2 separate regions of the Columba livia genome follow, and region 2 is linked to region 1. Evidence: chromatin contacts called from public Hi-C data. All regions are on one chromosome and are shown on one strand. Each heading gives the region's core, a stretch centred on a gene start, on an enhancer-like site or on the middle of the called end of the contact. The rest is flanking DNA. Distances are from core to core; before and after follow the strand shown. Region 1 overlaps TBL1X (transducin beta like 1 X-linked). Region 2 holds the start of TBL1X (transducin beta like 1 X-linked).

What was found. Hi-C and Micro-C count contacts between places; a contact is called where the count stands out from the background.
Region 2: a Hi-C map of crop shows a contact between it and region 1, with 2.7 times the contacts expected there. The contact joins the promoter of TBL1X here to the enhancer-like site in region 1. A contact is called at or near these places in 2 of 2 Hi-C or Micro-C datasets (crop and liver).

The regions. Positions count from the first base shown.
Region 1 is chr1:113,217,547-113,221,674 of bColLiv1.pat.W.v2, reverse strand. TBL1X (transducin beta like 1 X-linked) reads left to right here. Exons shown (of 16, transcript XM_065073658.1): 4 at 2,639-2,784. Among named protein-coding and RNA genes, the nearest start is that of GPR143, 69 kb to the right of the region's middle. Within about 2 kb of position 2,409, at least 2 of the 3 cell types and tissues checked have an H3K27ac peak away from gene starts, as active enhancers do.
Region 2 is chr1:113,380,682-113,384,809 of bColLiv1.pat.W.v2, reverse strand. TBL1X (transducin beta like 1 X-linked) reads left to right here and starts at 2,387. Exons shown (of 16, transcript XM_065073658.1): 1 at 2,387-2,879. It overlaps LOC110358824 (a long non-coding RNA gene), which reads right to left and starts at 1,810. Exons shown (of 5, transcript XR_002413586.2): 1 at 1-1,810.

The sequences.
Region 1 (4,128 bases), core at 1,160-3,659:
CAGTATTTGAATCTTAGCATAAGATTTTAGGAAAGTTTGTCACAGCTGCTGGAGACGTGCAAGTGAGATTGCTCTTCAGTGACACTGTAGCCAGGGGTGTTGTGTTTCCTCATCTTACAGGTGCTTTGGCAATAATTTGTTAGCATCAAGAGAAACAGTAAAATAGCAAGATCCCTTGCAGTAACACAACAGGGTTTTGTGCTGAGAAGTTCCTTCTCTCACGTGCAGTGAGGTGTGTTGCTCTTTGGGGATGTGACAACTCAATACTGGACAGAGGTTCCCTGTGTGCCACTGTCATCTGTCTGCTGGCAAAGAAGGGACTTGACATATGCCAGCAGCCAACTAAAGAGTCTGCAAGATGCCAACTGCAATAATGAGAGGTACAGAATCATAGTTAAAATTAAGCCTTCTGTAGATCCACAGTAATTGTTTTCTGCTTTTTTACATTTTCTGTCAGTGTCGGTTGCTGGTTTTATGCCATCCACCTTTAGACTGAATCAGAGACCATGTTAACAACTTCCTGAGCTGCCAGCTGACAGGCTAGCTGCTGGCTTTTTTAGAAGTCAACTTCGGTGCTTCGAGACAACAGCTTAATTGTCTCATTCTTCTCCATTCTTCAGTAGATGCGTTGATTTATCCATCATGCATTTTAAAGTCTATTCCTTTTCCATAAGGTGGTGGTGTTGTTGATTAATTTAAATACACATAATATAAATTAAGTGGGACCTGGTTCTCTAATTCTGGTTGGTTGTATGCCATGTGTTTATATATACACAGAGATTTCGATGTTCGGTGATCAATCCCTAGAACCCTCAGACACAGGCTGCGTGTGCTGGATGCTTGATTTCTTCATCCTTGTGGTGCCCAATGATGTTCTTAGGTGTCCTAAAAAACTAATAACAAGGGAAAAACACTGCCCTGCAGATCTTACAGCTTATTTTGGATGCAGCAGGAGGTCCAGCAGCTCATAAACTAGACCAGGACATAAAGAGCAGGATAAGAATTGGACCAGAGATTGGATAAATGATACTGCAGTATTTCAAGTGTTTTTTCCTGTGCTTTACTTCTCTGCCTTGTAATACTACATAATTCTTCTCATAGGTGGACCTGACACTTTTGAAAAAGTACCAAAAGCATCCCCAAAAACTGTGGGAGTGCCATGAAGGCAAGGTAGTGTTGTGAAAGGAGAGGGCAGAGGCTGTTACCAGGAACAGGAGAAAAACAGTGGTAAAATAAAATGTGTAGGGGGAGAGAATCACAGAGAAATAATTTCAAATGTGGGAGGCATTCTGTTTCTCGGGCTTGTTTTTGCTATCTATCTGCAATCATAATTGAGCTAGCTGCAAAAAAAAAGATCCCGAAAACAATTTGAGTGAGAGAAAGAAAGCATTGCTGTGGAGCGAGCCCAAAATCCCGTCCTCCAGCCCACACACAATTGGACATTGCAGTGATACGGGGGAAATCCCTTAACGGACAAAACTATAAATGAAACTACTGTTGACAGGGGGAAGAGGCACAGCTATATTTAACGGAAGCATTTTCATCTGAGAGCTGCTTTCTTTTTTCTTTTTTCCTTTTTTTTTTCTTCTCTTGTCTAGTCGGTGGAGGCTGCGAGGGCTCTTCCTGTTTGAGACAGTGCATGGGTGGTTTCCCCAAGGCTTTTAATGTTAGATTAATGCTCTGGAGACAGTGTGGTGATAAATGGGTTCCTACAGTTATATCTACATCCTGTTCCCCCATCCCCCTCCCGCATCTGCCCCTGCTACGTTCATTCGCTCCATGGCGCTCGCCCTCGGGCCCAGCAACAGTTCTGAGCAGCTTCAGACAGTGTTTAAGGCACCACTCTTGAAAATTTCTCCACCAAAATTCTCTAATTTTCAGTGCCATCACCTTCATTACCCCCTTTTTCTCAGACAATGACAGAAATGAAACGGGGAAGAGAAAATCTTCTGACTAAAGGACAGTCCACCACACTGGCTTGTCATCTGCTCCTTGGCAGATCCCAGTGAATTATTTTTGCTATTAGTCTTCACTTTCAGAAAACAGGTTTACAGGAGCGGCTCTTCAGTTTTTTTCATGTTTTAATGGCAGTGCTCTGCATGTCACACTGTACTTAACAATAAATAAGCAGAAGATTTCAAATCTCTTCCCTCATACGAGGGAATGGCTCTCCTGTGTCAGCTGCATCTATGCCTTGATTTTATACAACTTGCACGCTGATAGGGATTTAAGTATTTATCTTTAGAAAACACCCAGACTAAAATGCAGCAAGGGGAAATGCAGATTTGAGGCACTTCTTTTTAGCTGGACTTGCCCCAGTGGCTATTCCTAATTTTGTGTCTGTGTGTGTGTGTGGTTTTGTTTTCAGTTAGTGCAGTTCTCTGGTTATTTCTTGCTGCGTGCATTTCCATTTCTATACAGCTTCCCCTATACGTACAGGGCAGGGGGATGGGCGGCGGCAGGGTGGTCAGGATGGCTCTGGTTAACCTCCCCGGCTCTGTGCAGCCCACGTCCTTCTGCTTACGCGGCAGCGTCTCTCAGATCTCTGAGCGGGATTATTTTTAGACCGTGAAGCGAAGGTGTATCTGGCTCTGGTGCACTGAGATTTCGTGTCATGGCTTCCTTTTCCTGCTCTCAGGTTTCTCCCACTCGGCCTTCACCTTCGGTATCGAGAGCCACATCAGCCAGTCCAACATCAACGGAACGCTAGTGCCACCTGCCGCACTCATCTCCATCCTCCAGAAGGGGCTCCAGTATGTGGAGGCTGAGATCAGCATCAACGAAGTAAGTACCCCCATCGCCTCCACCGGCACTGCCACCACCACTGGCACCTCTGACTGGCACACCGGGGCTTGCCAAACAACACGTCCCAATGGCCCAGAGACTCAAGCCATCAGCTTTCTCTTGATCTGATTTCATTTTGTTCCTCATACTTTGCCCCACCCCCAGCAGAGAGCTGAAAAGCTCTGAGATAGAACTGTATTTCAATTTTCAGCTATGGCATTGAGGTCTCCTTTGCACTACTTAAATTGGTTTGGTTTATGGTGTTTCCACTACCGCAGTCAACAGATCTGGGGTGCACAGATTCTTGCAGCAGGCATGTCTCTGTGTTTACAGCCTTGTGTTTTCAAGGTCACAGCAGAATTTGGCAGGAAAAGCCTGCAGTGTAGGTTAAATCTTCACTCCCTGACACCTGCTAGCGGGCAGACCTGGCTTGCAAGCCATGAGCAAACATCCACAGAGGTCACTAGAGACATCCTCTCTGATTTCATTGACTTTGGCTCAGATCACGTAAGACCAGGCATCCATCCTCTCATGTGCGTAGCGAAGTGGTTGTGTGTAAATTCTGACCCTGGCTGGGGCACTGCCTGTGGGGGCTGGATGAGCAGCCACAATGTGCCTCTGTTGTCCTTGACCTGCCAGGGGAAAGAAAGAGGACACGACAGCATTTTTGCCCTGCCAGCCTTAAAGGCATGATGCTTTGAGAGGGAGTGAAGCATGACAGATAAGGAAGTACAACATTACAAAATATTTACCATAGATATTCATAATTGCCAAAGATCTGTAATAAATATTAATACATAAAAAGCTATTCCTTTTTCCTCTTAAGCTGAATGTAACATGTGAAACATGATGGGTGAGAACAAAGGAATATAAAATAGAGAAAAGGTTGTATTGTTTGCCATGTGTAATATTGGAAACTGATTTGTTTTTATCACTAATGTTCTGTGTGGTTTTCTTTTTATGACCCAATACCACGTTTAGGGTTTGTGCACATTATTTTTTAAATGTGGCAAGGACTTTTGCCATTCATGCCAGGCTGCTCTTTGATGCAGTTGTGATAACAAACCAGTGTTAGGAGTCTGTCCCAATTTTTCCCTGTGCCTGAAATTGGAGCTACACAGTTAGAAACTTTCAGCCGTGAGCAGCACCCATCAGCTCAGGTCATATGACAGCTATAAGGGTCAGCTCCTCCACATCCAGCTTCAGAATTGGCCTCAGTTCAGAGAATGATCTAAAAATATGTGTGTTGTCACCATTAAGATTTGTGTTGCTGTCATCATATTCCTTAAGAGCAGCGAGTAATCAGTGAGTCCATAAACTAATGTGTATAAAATTAAAGTGTTG
Region 2 (4,128 bases), core at 1,138-3,637, 160 kb before region 1:
CCTGGGTCAGTGCTTCACCACCCTCATTGTAAAAAACTTCTTCCTGGTGTCTGGCCTGAATCTTCCGTCATTTAGTTTAAAACCATTACCCCCTGTCCTGTTGCAACAGGCACTGTTAAAAAGTCTGTCCCCACCTTTCTTATAGTCCCCTTTTAAATAATGAAAGGCTGCAATAAGGTCTCCTAGAGAGAGAATGCAGGAGTGGGAATGGTCCCAGCCTCTTTACTGGATGACCAAGCCTCAGAAGCTACACAGGTCTTGACTTGCAAGCATTTTCTGACGAGCTTACTTCATTTGTAAGCCCATAGCACTTTAAAAGCAAGCAAATAAGCAAAAAGCACAAGAAGTAAAAATTCAGTGCCGTCTCACTATAAATCTGGAGAGGGTTTCTGTTTGTTTACATTGTCAAGTAATAAGAACCTAATGTAGGTTTTATTTTTGAAAAAAAGTGGAATGGGAGCTTATTTAGAACATTAGACATTTGTTGGTATGTCAGCTTAAGCGCTGATGGCCTTGTGCTGCAGTCTCTAGGCTCCAAATACGAAAATGAATCACATGAGCCCGCAATAACATTTCCCAGTGTTTCGAGAGTTCTCGTTTCAACACATACGTGAATGTATGTAGCAATGATCTTTGTTGTGCTGCCTTGGATTACATCATATTTTTCCATATGTACGCTTGGCGACAGCACATACGTAGGCTTTGGGCTAAATGTATAATGAGCAGGAAATTCCCTTTAATGTCAAAATAAGACCAAAAAAAAAAAAAAAAGTGGAAAGGTCATTTAGAGGAAACAAAAAAAATCAAAACCACGACAATAATAAATACGACTTTCGGTGCCGAGCGAGTCTCGCTGTCACCGGGATCAGCCCACCGAGGCAGACACCCAGGCAACATCCAGATAATCTTATTATTTGCATGACATTAGCCATGAGGCCGAGGTGGGGGTTGGGCGGGGAGGGGGGGGAGGGGGGGTTCGCGGAGCTGCAACCACCACCAACAAACGCGGCGGCTCCCTGCAACCGGCCGGAACCCCACTCCAGCGCTGTGGAGGTACGAGCCGAGGTCGGGGGGGCGCCGGCCCCGGGCCCCGCTGTGCTGGGGGGCGGCGGGCAGGTGCGGTCCCAGGGGCTGGGCCCGGTGCGGCGAGGCTTTTTGTTTTTGCGTGCGCAGCTACTCGTCGCCGCGCGGTAGCGGCGCGGCGGGGCACTGCGGAGCGCGGTAATGATGTCAACTTGTTATTTACTTTCCAACCCCGAATGACTGAGCAGGGCGAAAGGAGAATCAATCAGCCGCCGGGTGACCCTCCAGGCGGAAAAAAAAACACGCCGCGGAGGGGGAGGGGAAAGCACATGGAGCCCGGGCCGCGTTGCATCATCCGCCCGGCGCGGAGCTGCGCGGCGCTACCGCCGCCCGTGGGGGTGGGGAGGGGGGGGACGGAGCGGGCACGACGGAGGCTGCAGAGAGGCAGCGTGTCTGTCCGCGGGTGCTGCATTCCCACCGGCGGGCAATAAAGCCCGTTTTCTGCTGATTCACAGCTATGGAGGCCGCGTCAGCCCCACCAACCCCCCAGCGCCCCGGGGGGTGCTGCCCGCAGCCCGGCCTGTGTGTGCATCTCCGGCGGCCCCAGGGAGAGAGAGGAGCGGGGACCGGGAAGCACGCGTTGTGCCGGGCCAGGGAGCGCAGCGTGGCCCCGTGTGGGCCGTTGCACCCTGTGCGAAACAAAACGTCACAGTAACCGATAATAACGATGCGTTCCTCGTGTTTTATGTGCGTGAGGCAACGTGCCTCCGGCTCCATGTCGGGTGGCCTCTGCGGGGGCCTTTCCGTGCACCCCCGCCAGCCCCGAGCTTAAATCATAAATAATAATAGCGATGGTAACAGGCGCTGCCCAGCGGGCCGGCAGCAGCGTGTGCCAGGGCCCGGGTGGCTGCTGCGGGCGCTGTACGTGCGTGGGGGAGGGCGGCCGTGGGCAACGCGTGCCCCCAGCCGCGCGGGGCGGCTCTGCTGCTGGCTGCCGGCCCTGCACAAGGTTAACGCCGCCGCACCGCTCGGCGGGCTGGGGGAGGGTGCAGGTTGTCCTCCGTGTGCGTGGGGGTGTATGTGTGCTTGGTTTGTCACTGGGTTTCTGTTACGGGTTGGGGGGGCGTGAAAGCACAACAATACTGAAAATAACGCGTGGAAGCGAGCGGCAGGAGTTACCTGAGGGCACCCCGAGGGGCGTTGGCGGCGCTGGGGACACCCGCTGTGTCTCGAGTTGCGTGTCCCCGTGTGCCTGGGGGTGCGCGGGACTCAGGTGGGGGAGGGCGCGGCAGGTTCGACCACCCCCTCCCTCACTCCCGGTCTCTCTTCACCCCACCGGACTCCGCCGCTCGACCCCCGGTGTCCCACCCCCCACCTTCCACCCGCCCTCCCCTCCCTGCCTCCCGCCCGGTAGTGGTGGCGGCGGCGGCGGGCCCCGGGTGCGGCCGGTTCCCCCTCAGCGCCGCGCTCCCGCCGCCGCCGCGCGCCCGCACCGGCCCAACCATCGTGTGTCCCCCCCCAACCCCCCCGCCACCCCCACCCCGCCGGCTGAGCCGTGCCGAGCGGCGGCACCTCCTGACCGCCATTCCGCCCCAAAACTTTCCGTTTTCCCCTTCCCACTCTCCGGGACTTCCTTGTGCCGCCTGTGCGCGCGGAGGGGGAGGAGGAGGCGTGTGCGGCGGCGGCGGCGAGGGGGGATTTACAGTCTCCTCGCAGGCTGGCCGGGACCCCGGGGGAAGAGGAGTTGCACCATGCGCGGCAAGTGAGGGGAAAGTCTCCGCCAGCGCCGCCCGCAGAAGTTGAGGCTTTCCCCCCGCCGCCCGCGGGAGCTGTGCCTTTAACGCCCGCTGAGCGAGGTGAGTTTCCGAGGCGGATTATTCATCCTGGTGTGTGTGTGTTTTCCTCTCTCTTACGCGCGGAGAGGTGACAAACGTCCTTCGCCGGTGCAGCCCCCCGAACCCAGCCCGCCGCCCCACACGTCCCCTCTGCAGCCTGCCCTGGCTCGGCGGGCTGACCCGCCCGGGGAGGGGGGCTGGGGAGGAGAAGTGGGGGGTCGCTCAGCCGATGCCTGTTATGACGAAGTTTTTTTTTGAACTGGGGCGTTTTGGGGGCTATTTGGGTTTGTTTCGCGGGAGCGCTGGGCCGAGGTGATGTGTTCAGGGCTGCCGTCTCTGTGGCGGGTGCGATTTCGTCTGCCCCCCGAGCGGGGCGAGAACCCATTGACCCACCCCGGGGTGGGGAGGGCAGTTTGTGGAGCGGCTCCCTAGTCCTGAGATAGTATTCTAATGCATCATTTTTTCCTTTAAAAAAAAAAAAAAATTGCTCGGTGGGGGGAAAAATGCGAGGTATTCACGCTCAAGTGTGGAGTTTGCAGAGCCCGGGTGGGGGAGGGGATCTCATTCATCGCCAGGGCTTGAATCAGCAGCGGGCGGAGGGGCCGGTCGCTCCCGTACATGGAAGTTTACTTCCAAGTAGGTAAACAAGTTAATCCCCCCCTCGCCCCCCATCTTTCCCCCCACACCCCGGTGATGTGCGCTGTTGCCCGGCCCGTTACTGGGGCTGGAGGCTGATGGAGGGGGCGGGGGTGCTGCCGGGGGAGCCCCGGGGGTGGCACTGGGCGCTGCGGGGGGAGCGGGGTTGCAGACCTGTTGCACACCGGTTCGCTCCAGGCCCGGCTTGCCCGGCGTCGGTGCAGTTTCCGCAAGGGGGACGGCTGTGCATTGGGGCGCTGGGTGCAGCCACCCTTGGGGCGGGAAGCCGGTGGACACCTTTTCCCTCAGCTGCTGTCAGCACGCCCAGCCTTGTTCCCCATTTTGTGGTGCTGGTTTAATCTTCGGCGGTCGGTCTGATGTTTCGGTTCGGTGCGGTGCGAGGATAAATATTGGTGTGATGTAAAGGGAGTGACCCTTGACCTATTTAATTATATGTTGTTGGGTTCTCAAGTAGACATCCTGCACGGCACAAAAAGGGGGGGGGTGTGGGCATTGAACACCACAAAGCCACACCCTAAAAGTTAGGCTTGCATAGTAATTTTTCAAAGTCGGTGTTTAGACTGAATAAAGGTTTTCCTTTATGTTGTCTTAACATGTCTCTTGCTGTTCTCCA